Regions from separate parts of the Mus musculus genome. Here region 1 is linked to region 2. The links are chromatin contacts, called in public HiChIP or PLAC-seq maps. All regions are on one chromosome and are shown on one strand. Each heading gives the region's core, a stretch centred on a gene start, on an enhancer-like site or on the middle of the called end of the contact. The rest is flanking DNA. Distances are from core to core; before and after follow the strand shown. Region 1 has its middle 21 kb from the start of Gm46953. Region 2 overlaps Gm4876 (predicted gene 4876).

Region 1 (6,033 bases), core at 1,907-4,406, 280 kb after region 2:
CGTTGGGATTCCAACGTATGAATTTGGGAGGGCATAAACATTCAAATCATAGCTGTTGTCTCAGTCCCCCTAAGCAGGTTTCCACCTGTAGTCTCCAAGCCCCAGGCCTCCCTTTCTTTGTCCTGATTATGATCCTGTAAGTGGGTGCCAGTAACACTCCTCTTTTGGCAGCCAGCCAGCCCAGAGTAAGGCTGTGCCAGTGGAGGGAAGTGCACTGTGACAGAGGCAGGGGCCTCTCCTCTACCACCAGTCTTCTGTTCTCTCTTCTGGCCTTTCTACTGACTGGCCGTCATGAAGGTCATTAAATGGTGCTCACCTTGAGAGACACTGAGTATGAGCAGCTCATGAGAGGCTCTCAAGATAAGCAGCTTTCTAGTGAGTTCTACTGTTGCCACAACTAGCTTCCCAGAGGGCAGGCGCACTGCAAAGTGACCTCCAGCAAGTTCTGCAACATTCTTCTAGATTCTGTTTCAGTCAATTCCACCAACTCCTGCAGGCTGGTTCTGTCACAATATTGTCTAGCAGGCTGGCTTCAGCTTGCTAGCCTCAGGCTATGGCACCTCAGTGAACTTTATCCATCAGGGAACTACAGAAGCAAGCTCTCCATTGAGCTCTGGCTCAGCCCTGGAGAATAGGAGTCTTTCAAAATGTCTTTTCCTGGAGTACTCTGTCCTACTCTTAGAGTTACCAGTGAATAATACTTTATATTGTTTTCCTGTTCAAACCTCTGCATACCTTCTGTCTCCTAACTAGAAGCCTAGCACATCTCTCCATTTCACCTATATCTCCTAAGCATCTCCCAGATCCATCAACTTCCCCATAGCCCCAGGGTCTCAGTCTAAGTTTAGAGCCTTGTTGTCCTTAGCTTGCTTCTGAGTATATGCCTTTTCATTTCTTGCTTTGAGCACAGATATACCCTTATCTGTTCTTCAACACAACAGAGAAATCATTCCGTGATGCATATGGCTATGGATTTTGGTACACTAACTTGAGTGTAGAAGTAATACCTAATTATTTTTCAACTACTAATTTAAATAGAACTCTGAATGGAAAATCTCATTTTCAATTATTATAGACTTTGCTCTCATTTGCACTTCAGGATTCCAAGAGCTCCCAAAATCTTAAATGCAATCCCTTGGAGGTAGAGGCACGACTAGCTCTTCCTAAGCATAGCAACTCACTAAGGTTGGACCTAGAAGCATCTATGTGTCCAGCCATGTGTGGGCATATTGCCCCATTCCCATCTTCACCTGTGCCAGTATGCTGACACATCACAAGGGGACGGAGTATACATCTACAGTCAACTGACACACTCACGTTCCGTCTCAGCCTAGAGACTCTCCTGCCTCCCTCCTATTCCCTTAACAAGCCAAGTTGCCTTCCAAATAAAATTAGGCTCATCTGGCAACAGGACTTCAGACGTAACAATCTAAAACACCCTCTGGAAAAGAAATGTACATTTCTGGCCACTCTTAGGAAGTGAGGAAGCAGATAGAGAAAAATGCAGGGAGAACAAAACGGATACTACTTGCTATCTTACACACGGCTGGAATCTTTAGCCTGGTAAAAATCTTCAACTGTTTATTTTCCGACCAAACATACTGAATCGGAATTGAATTTTCCTAAACTCCTTTTGTATTTTCCACCAATCTTGTAAAGCCCTCCCTCAAGTAACTAGGCTTCAGAGACATGATCTCTGAGACTTTGGATGCTTCATTGCTTCCTGCAATTCCAAAGAGATAAGCGCAGGTCTGGCCGTCTGATTTGACAAGCCAAGACAGGCAAGCAGTAGAGAAAGTGAGCTCTAGGGTAAAATGACCACTGTGCTCCAGGGACACCTAAGAACTTGCCATCCCTGGTGTCACCTTCACCTCTTTAACATTGTACTTTTTACTAAGTGTTCCACCTTGAAAACAAACGAATCTTTCAAAACTCAGTTCAGGTGACTACTATGCCAAGAAACCTTCAAGCACATCCTATAGTCGACCACCATCTCTCTCCAGCCACCCATGCTGCAGCCATTGCACCTATGATATTTTTCCTTACTTTTCTGCTTTCCTCTTTTGGATTATAAATTCCTCGAGAGCACAGTGACACCAGCTCCTGTCTCTTTCTCTAGAGCTAGGAACCACAGATTGCTCTTGGATCTCTTCATAATTGTTGGAATGATTTGATGAGTACCTTCGAGTGGCTACAAATAACAGTGAATGACTTCTTGTTGCTTGCAGTGCCAGAACTCGATCATCAGGTGTTCTTCCACTCTCCTAGGATTGCACTGAACTCTTCTGCAGCTATGCAGAAGGACCACTTAATTGCTTCGCAGTTTAATTGCTACTGATAACACCTGCTGGGACATGCTCTCTGGAGCCTTCTGAGCATAGAAAAAGAAAGGGAATTCTCACTCTCCTTTAAGAGACTCTGCTTCTCTGATGACCAACAGGTGAAGTTCTTGAATACCTACAGATTTAAGCTTCCAGATTTTGAATGGATGAGCTTTTAAAATGGAGGGGTATTTTTCCTTATAAAATGAGATGTTGATATTAGTATGGTTCTTATGTATTTTGGCAGTCTCATAAGGTGCCATCTGGATTGGGAAAATAAGTTAAGGGCCAAAAAAAATATATAGCTCACAATTCATAAAATGTTAGTGTAGAAAATATAAGTTACATTAAAAGAAGAGTAAAAACAACTACAACTGTTAAGTCAACTCAGCATGTGGCAAGAATATCGTAAAAGATTCAATGCTTGGTTATCAAAAAGTGGGGTTATTCAAGGGTACCCCATCTTGCATGTAGTATATTTTTTGCTTTTATTATGCAAACTGTTTCCATACTTTTGCTAAACAACAATCCAGCCAGGTTCAAAACTAGGCTCTACCACTTTCTGGCTGTGCAATTTCAGTAAATTACTTTACACCATCCCCAACCCACTGCCTCAACTTAATTATCTGTAAAATAGAAGCCATATCCTTAGCAGAGGACCTACTACTGTTATTCTGGTATGTGGACATAGCATTAAAATGATGTTGTCACAACAGCGCTTACATCGTAGGGCTTAGACTGCAGTTCCAATGCTTAGAGCTGTTCATTGAATGTGAAGTATGGAGTGAGTTGCTGTGACTACTGCTATTATCAGTGTTATCAATAATGTAATCAGAAACTATGTGGCAACTGGTTAAGTATGCACTGTGACTAAGCAATTGTCAGCAGCTCTCGCCGATCCTCTGCAGCCAGACAAAGAAGCTGGACAAAATGTTAGCTGAGGGGGAGGGAAGAGGACAAAGGGAGGGTCTCACCTTTTTCTTTGAAAGATTTAATATTAGCGCTAGGAATTCAGTGTCCTGTCAAGTACTTTGTCCCTCACAAAAGCCCAAGGAAGAAAGGATAGAAATGTAAAAACCACAATTCAGGGAGTAAAGATGGAGCAGTCCTGAGAGAGTCCACCTTAGTCAAAAACACTTCCATCAGAGCTCAGTAGGTCACCAAAAGCTGAAAAGGAATAGGAAGGCTCTGGTGACTTTAGGACTAACAAGATCTTCCCTGATGCTCCATTTCCTGCTGCGCTTACACGTGGCAGGAAGTCTCTATTCACTGGACATGACTGATCCATGGCTGGCAGTCACTCCACACTGTCTTTGCTTAGGCTTCTTTTCTCAGCATTTTGAGTTTCTCCCTTCCAGACTTAATGATTCCTCCTCTTCTGCATGCTTATTTTATATACTCTCCCTGAAAAGGCCTTAATAACCTCTTAATGGGTAGTCACTTTACAGAACCTCATTAAAATGATATTGCAAGATCCTTACAAATGCTTTCAAAGAAAGGCAGAGAAGGCAGATGCATAAAACCATGGTGGACTCTCAAAGTTGAATTTTACTAGATCAGCAAGGTTTAGACATATCTAGGGGCAAACTCTTACTCCTGTTCTGAACGTTATCATGAAAGATTCTTGCCCTCTGGCCGTCTAGATTTTTTAAGCCAGAAGTGCCACTGAAACAGTGAAGGCCCATGAAGGTATAGCAAAGTCCTTCTGGTGAAGAGAATGAAGTCCCTGGCCTGGGTGGAAACTTGACATGCGCAGTTGGACTAGTCAATCACCTGGCCAAGGGATCACTCCTAATGTAGGACCACCACTAGGAAGGCAGGCTCATGGGAAGCAATGCTGTGGACCTAGGCAGTATAATAACCCTGTAAAAAGTGAGATAGTGTGTGTTCACTTCTCAGGCATCCCACCTCAGTCTCTTAGAGAGAGCAGACCTGATGCTTTATGTGAATGTCCATGAAATTTTCTAAAAGAGCATAACTTTTTTCCTTTTCTCCTTTCCTTTTTTTTTTTTTTTTCCGAAGCATGCATTCACTAATGCCTTGGGCTTCATTCTTTCTCTAAAGCTCTCCTCCTCACTATGTGGCTGACATCCTTGGACAGTTTAACTCAAATGACATGGCCTCTTTTCCTTCTCCTTTCAGACTCCTCTTCTGATATAGTATATGATATAGCTCGCCCATTCTAGGATATTTCTTTTAAAATTGTCTTTAGGCTTCTATTTGAAGTCATCCTTAAATTTTTATCAATAAAACTAAGAGCTCCAAGAAGGTACCCCGATTTTCACGGTATCATCTGGAAGTTGCAAAGGTGTTCCCCAGAATTTCTGGTAACAGATAAACAAGGCAACTAGCCAATTCATGTGATGATAAAATTCATCCTGACTTTAATGGATCCCTTAAAAGAGCTAAGAGTCTCCTCAAAGAGGCTTCCATATCTTCAGAAATTCAAAGGGGTCAGAGGGCCCCTGTGCAAATCTAAAACATCAGCATCTTTAGTTTCTTCTTGTTCTCCATCCCTGGCCCCATCTACTTATCCAAGAGATAACTTTTGTTTCCTCTTGTCTGCCACTGTTTTCCACTGCTCTCCCTCCCACTCTTCCTGTGGGAGACCCAAGGTTAAGAACTGTTGTTATCAGCTGCCTCTTTAAATAGCTCTTCCCACTCTTAGCCACACTTGCTTAACATGAACTACGAGGCTAAGTCAGCACCCTTGGGAGCCCACGCCCCACCACATCCAACTCCTTCTCAATGAAGTGGGTAGCATTTTACCAATTCTGGATTTTATCATCTGCTAACTTCAGTCACTTCCTTTTTCACCAAAGTCTTCATTCCACACTCAGAATCATAACTAGGAACCCCAGGCACCTGACCCTTGGATTCTGTCATCAACAAGGGAAGAAAATTGTTTTCTTTGAATCACAGGGAATCCCTGTGACCATGGGAATCCATGTACTTCATTCCTACCATTTAATGTGTCTCAGGCTGTCTCCACAATCGATAAGCTGTAATCTCTTTGGGGGCAAGGATTTGGTTACAGTTAGATTCCTAACCTCGGAATGTGCTTGATGCACAGCAATTTTTAAACAAATTTTATGAATTATCTAAACTATGTCCTACATTAGCTTCAGTGACCAAAACTGCTTCCCTGGGGCAACACAACTTGTGAAATTCATAAAATTCACTTGGGCAAGTTAACATTCTTGAGTAAGTTATCTACATAATGTGGTAATAGTGTGTCCTAAGGCACTCGTGCAGGGTTAACTAGTAGTCAGAAAAAAGTGGAGAACTATTTGCTATGCTAAATTCAATTGTTGTTTGGCTAATGGAAACTTTATCTCAGAGAATCCCCAGTGTTGTTTCCCAGGACATGTCTGTAGCCTCCACCCCACTACCGCCATCCCCACCCACACACACCTTATTCTTCTGTTCATATAAATTGTTGTCATGATTGGTAAAAAATTGCCTACTTGTGAAGTTAGACTGATCCTGTTGAGTGTTCTTGCTGAAGACTGCTTGCTAGATGCTCCCTGGACTCAAACTCAGCCATGCTTCACAGTATGTCACACAAGTGGGAAAGGCAATCATTTACCAAAGTGGGCTAATTTAACAAAAAATTCTTTGGTTTTGATCTGCTGAGATATTTTAAACCACAAAATGAATAACGATACCATCAAACTCTACACTATTTGGAAGTAAGTCTTTGTTCCAGCTT
Region 2 (6,027 bases), core at 1,745-4,244:
TCCTCATCTGTACAAAATATCCCAAAAGATACCCAAGTAGTGTAGGAGAAGAGACATAAAAAGCAATCTGTTTTCATATGATTATAATGTTGACTCTCTTGAAAAGTTCCTTTCCAGTCAATAGTGTGACATCATCACCGGATATAACTGGTGTAAATGACCAATCAGACAGCCCTCCAATGGCAGGGAGCAAACATCAGGGCTGGGCTTGTTCATTTCCTCGACTGCCAGTGCTCATTGAATTCCAAGGACTGTGATAGTATACTGAACCCATGAGCCTGTGATGCTCATGCTGTGAGAAGTGGTAAGTAGGTTATGAGGGTGAAGCCTTCATCATTCTTATAAAAGAGACTGAAGAGGTCACCTGTCACGGAGAGGGAAGTTGGTTGTCTATGAAGAAGCAAGCCCCATCAGACCCACAGTCTTGATTTGGGGTTTTCAATTACAGAACTGTGAGAAGTGAATTTTCATGTTTTATAAGCCCACCAGTCTATGACATTTTGTTATAGTAGTCCCAATAGATTAAGACAACACATGCATCCTCAGAAGAAAGAAGAGAGAGGAAAGAAGAGAAAAAGAGCTTGGGAGGAAAAGGCCATTGGAAAAGGCCATTGCACTCCTAAGCAAGAATCAGAGTGGCCGGAAGGAAGGAGGCAGCATAGTGGACAAGCCTGAATCCCAGAAGGAAGGAGGCAGCATAGCGGACAAGCCTGAATCCCAGTCATGCAAACGGAACCATGTGTATTCAGTAAGGCCAGGCCTTGGATACCAGCACTGAGGCAGAAAGGTGCATGGATTAAACACATTGGTGATTTACTCCAAGTCACATTATGGAAATCAATAAAAAAAAATCAATGAAAATCACATTAAGGAAAGAAAAGAACTTTCCTTTGGAATCACCTAACTAAGTGATTTGAATTCTCTACTTTGCGTTACCTGTGTCTTATGTTTTCTTTCTGTCTGCTATGAGTCTGAATCTGTACTTGCCTGAGAATACTCTCCTGTGAATCTTTCGGTTGCGTCTATGTGTCTGTCGCTGTGTCTGTCTCTTTGTGTGTCTGTGCCCATCAATGGTTCTCTATTGAACAGTATAGAAATGTCACATGGTATAAAGGAATGGCACCCTTTCAGAAATGTTTAACAGAATTTCACTGGAGGTTAAGTCACTGGTTTCAACTGACCCAGAAAACAAGCAGCATCACAAATATCATCATTTATCAACTAGTATCTACATGTTGCATTCAACATTTACAGTGGATATTCATTTTTAGAAGATTGCTCTCAACCTCTGTATCTGCTGCCTTTAGCAAATGACACACATGCATTTTTCTGGGCCAGGGGCATGGAAGACCATGTAATTTAAGATTACATTTATAGTATAGCTTAGGTTTTAAATGTTGATTACATAGGAAATCCAAAGCAAATGAGGCTGGTTGCTACATTGTTTTCTTAAAGTCAGGTTAAGCAAGCAAGTTGAATGTACAGGAGGCTATCAGTCTTAAGTGACCTCAATGGGTATTATTAATTCTGACTGTGAGACCCAGCAAAGCTTCCAGTCTCTTAGAATGTGAGCTATTTCATAATATTGTATCACCACACAGAAGTACTCAGATCTCTATGTTCCTGGTCTAGATAGAGTCTTCCAGGTCAGCTAGGGCTATACATGAGAATCTGGTTCAAAATAAAAAAGTGACAATTTTGGTGGAAGCTGTATGAAACATTTAATTGCTTAATATTTTGCAGTTTTTTCTACATATTTCACATTTCATTTAAAAAGAACTTAAAAGTACCTGAATAACCCCACTGTCACTTGTTATTTTAAAGATATTTGTTTGTTTATTTATGTGTATATGTATTTGTGCCAATATGAGATGTGAACTACATACATGTAAGTGTCTGTGGAAGGCAGAAGGCATCAGATCTCCTAGACTTATCTATGCCTGGGAGCCATCTGATATGGGTTCTGGGAACCTGTCCTTTACAAGACAAAAGTGCTCTGAAATGGGGTGCCATCTCTCCAGCCCTAAGATTTGTCTTTAAAAAAATCAAAGTCAACAAATAAAAAACGTGTTGATTCTGCCATTTCCAGATGCAGGGCTCATTTTGAACCAAAATCCATAGACTCGGGGCACAAATACAAGGGAGGAAAATTAGCTATGTCTGGGATGTGTTTCTTCAGAATGCCATGTTGCTATATTGAGGCAGGGCAAGCTGGGAAAGTGTGAGTAAGTTTATGAAAACAGAGCATTGGAGTCTGAAACTTTTTCAGACATCTTTACATTGATAATCTGGACTTGCTAATGGTTTTAATTAGCCAATATCTCTACATTCAAACTACAGCAAAGTTCCAGCCTTAGTGGAGGCTTCATTGAACATATGTTTTTACTATAGTTTTTTTTTTTAATGAGCGAGCCACTCCTGAAAAGAACCCTGACACAATGACACATATTTGTTTATATAAAATATTCAGATATATTAAGTAACTTGTCCTCAATGCAGTGCTTAGTAGGATTCAGTCACTACAACCTGCTGTGTAAGACATGAATGGGAATGAAGGGGAGGTGGTCTATGGCCTCAAACACCAACTGAAAATGATAACATGTTAGGTTAGTATTTAAAGTTGCTTGAGAAAATCAACCTTGTCTTCTAAACTTTCCTAAACTTCATGTTTGACATGAATTTGTATTCCAGGAGCTGGTTTGCATACAAGTTTGATTAAGATAAACAACACTACAGTGAAAACACTTGCTTTAATATAGACTGCCCTTTTGCCTAAAACTAATTTCATTAGAAAAAGGGAGAACACTAATACCAAAATAGATTACATTAGCTAGGCTAAGCAAATGTCGGGGTTTCCAAACCTCTGGGTATAAAAATGAACAGTCTCAAAGTGTTTTGTTGAAATAAATATTATCTCAATCTTGTGTACATAGGCAGTTTCCCTTTTTTTCCAAGGCCAAATGGTGGATATTTTAGCATGACTCATTTGTTGCAAAATGCCAGAGATACCTTCCCACCAGTCAGTGACTCACACTAACATGTAAACATCTCATGCACAATTTATTTCCACTTCTTGGAGCAATTATTGGAATTAAGCGGAGCAGCAGTTGCTCTACTGTCCTTACTGAATTTAGATGCTGATCAAATAATATCAAGATGAGTATCTGGCCATGCTGCCTGGGTTTGAAAACAACTGCCTCTTTTGAAAAGTTCTTGGATGAGGTCCTAGTCCTTTTCGTGTCTTCCGTGTCCATTTTTAAAGTGGAGCAATGAAAGCAAGCATCGTGAGAGTGGCCACGTGCTGGGGCTTGTGCATTATGAAGAGCAAAACTAACCCCATCTACCAGGTAAACAGCACCATGGGAGCTGGGCCACTCCAGGGCCCAGAGACCAATCAGATGCCACTTATATCTGAAAGGTCAGGCTTGGAACTTCTCAACCACAGCCTTGACAGGGTTTCTTGGAGGGGAGAGCTCTACCAGCACTGTTCACAAATAGAAGTTCTAGAACAGATGTCCTCGGGGCCCCTGCTGTGATCACTGTCAGTTTTGCAGTCAAGCTGCATGTCTGGAAGTGAGTGTGGAACACTGCTTGTTTTCCACTTAAACATTATTGTGGTCTGGCCCAGAAGGAAGAAGTCTTTCTTTCTCATCTCCTGATCTGTTTCAAGACTACTGGAGTCTACATGCCAGCCAGTGCTGTAGCCCATTATTTTTCTTTGTAAAAAGTTTCAATAACTTATGACCACAGGCCTTCTTCTGAAAAGTCCTCATCCTGGTTCCTCGAAAGTGTAATCTGAGGTCAAGAACATCCATGTTATCTATGGATGTGGCATTCTGTGTAGACTCATGCACACAGCCACCAAGACCACATTCAACCCATAGAGCAGAAAATTAGAGACTGTAGAGCATGTTTAAAATGTTCAGTATGTATGTACTTTGCTAAAAGCTTTGAGGAAGTGTCATCTCCCATCATAGCCTCTTCTGAGCAGTTCTAACAGAACAGAGTTTACCTAGGAAGCAGTAGATATCAGAAAACAAGATAATTTAAGGCTACCCCAGCATGATCTTGGAAGACCATCCTCTTAGATGGCCAATATGATCTCTCTGCACCAAATAAAATATGTATGCCTAGCTTTTACATCGTCAAACTTTTACATATGATAATAGGAGATAAAGGCTTCAGGGCATGTTCAAAAAGGTTAAATTACAGAGACAAAGAGCCAGCAATAGAGTAGTGGCTCATTGGGCTTAAAGGAAGGAGCTATAGGGGGCCAACAGTCACGTCCGTGGACAACAGGAAATTTCTGAAAACACTTGTTGATCCTCAAAAAGAACTGTGTTAGAGTTCTCAGAGAATCAATAAAATTGTAGCTTGAGGCTCAGTGGTAGAAAAAGGAGAGACAGGCTGTGGGGACACAGAGAGAGATCAGATGTTAATTTGGCATATGTCTGTGAACCTCCATACATACCATCCTTGTTCTACTTTCTTAAACTTAATAAGCATTCTGATTATATAGAATTACTTCAGTGTACCAGAACTGTGTTACTGTTTTTTCTTTTATGTGTATATATATATTTTCTTGGATTTGAACTTCTTGAACTTTTTTTGTACAATACTGTTCTGCTTAAAACTTTGCTTTCTTGGCTTCCTAATGCCATTCTATTATTGTATGCCTTAGTATTTTAAAATAGTATTTTACAAATAAGAACATATAAAACACTATCATGAAATTATCTCCTTCTAGACTGAGTTCTTCATTTCATTTTGTTTGCCACAGTTCTCACTATATGGGTGATGGGTCTGTTGCACATTCAACTCTTACAGGCTTCTGTGGGTCTGTACATGTTGGCATTAAGCCTTAACAAAACCATCCAAGAGTACCTTGTCACTCCACACCTTTCCCTGGGAAATGTTGGTGAATGTTGTCACTTGGGGAACTGCTACGTTGACTATGCATTGGGTCTGAAGGGTGAGATTAGGACTATAACTCTGGCCCCAACAAAATCAGTTCACTCATTCAGTGCATATTTTAGAGATCCACGAATGCCAGACTAAAAATGGAACCCGTGTATATCAGCTTCTGACAAGACGAGACTGCAATGAATGAAGAGCAGAGCATGCATACGACCCATGATGTGAGAATTCAGAGTGAAAGGCCAAGGAGACCAGGGAGGTCCACATAAGAGGAGTGAAAAGTTGTAAGATCAGAGGTGAGAAAGCCAGGACACAGGGGCCCAGGCAGGTGTTTTTAAGGACTTGCTTGAGCTTTTTGGAGGACCATTAGAAACCATCTATGGCTGTGTTGCAGATAGAGGAGTGATGTTTGGTTTTAAAGGGGATATTTTTAGATTTATTCTCTCTTATATTATCACTTTTCAACTTGATGGACAGAGGTTGTTTGCTTCTCTTGTTCTGTTGCCGCCAGCGATCTTCTTCTTCCTCTTTTATTTTAATAGGTGTTAGGAGAAATTAAAGCTCTTCACACAAGATACTACCCTTTCTTTCTCTGCCACACAGTGGACAGTAATTTTTATTTACACTGTGTTCTCATACTGGTGGCTCTCCACAGGGCCTTACTCACACTCACCTCCCTATCTTTGTCACAATGATCTGTGTCCTGTGGTTCTACAGCCCTGCTTAGGGACATCCTAGCCCAGGTGCAGTTCACAAGAGCCTTGGCTTCCAGAATCTTGGCAGTGTGAACCTGCCTTGTAGTGAGTGCCTCACAATTTTCTTTATCTGGTAATATGATTCACAGTTCTATTGCTCTTTGTTTAGCTGTAGCCTTTCACAGAGTTTGGAGCATGTGTAAGAAATAGTTGTAGATTTGTTTAAAGATTTACAATAAGAAGACCAGGCTGGTGAGATCACGCAGCCGGCAAAGGTGCTTGCCACCAATCCAGATGGCTTGAGTTTGACAGTGTTGTTTCCTGATCCACAGGAACCATGTGATAGAAAGAAAGCACCACATCTGGCCATTGTCCTCTCACCTTCACATATGCACAAACATGCACCCATGTGCAC

The links. HiChIP or PLAC-seq counts read pairs in DNA pulled down with a chosen protein or histone mark.
Region 1: an HNF4G HiChIP or PLAC-seq map of pancreatic cancer cells shows a contact between it and region 2. The contact joins two enhancer-like sites. A contact is called at or near these places in 1 of 15 datasets of contacts at CTCF or cohesin (the NIH/3T3 cell line), 2 of 484 Hi-C or Micro-C datasets (bone marrow-derived macrophages and macrophages), 1 of 115 datasets of contacts at active chromatin or transcription factors (pancreatic cancer cells) and 2 of 9 other capture datasets (bone marrow-derived macrophages and embryonic stem cells).

The regions. Positions count from the first base shown.
Region 1 is chr6:17,400,120-17,406,152 of GRCm38.p6, forward strand. No RefSeq gene overlaps it. Among named protein-coding and RNA genes, the nearest start is that of Gm46953, 21 kb to the left of the region's middle. Within about 2 kb of position 3,157, at least 12 of the 459 cell types and tissues checked have an H3K27ac peak or open chromatin away from gene starts, as enhancers often do. A contact at or near this core is called in pancreatic cancer cells, where this site is marked.
Region 2 is chr6:17,116,702-17,122,728 of GRCm38.p6, forward strand. The region is part of intron 1 of Gm4876 (predicted gene 4876); the gene reads right to left. Among named protein-coding and RNA genes, the nearest start is that of Gm4876, 52 kb to the right of the region's middle. Within about 2 kb of position 2,995, at least 28 of the 459 cell types and tissues checked have an H3K27ac peak or open chromatin away from gene starts, as enhancers often do. A contact at or near this core is called in pancreatic cancer cells, where this site is marked.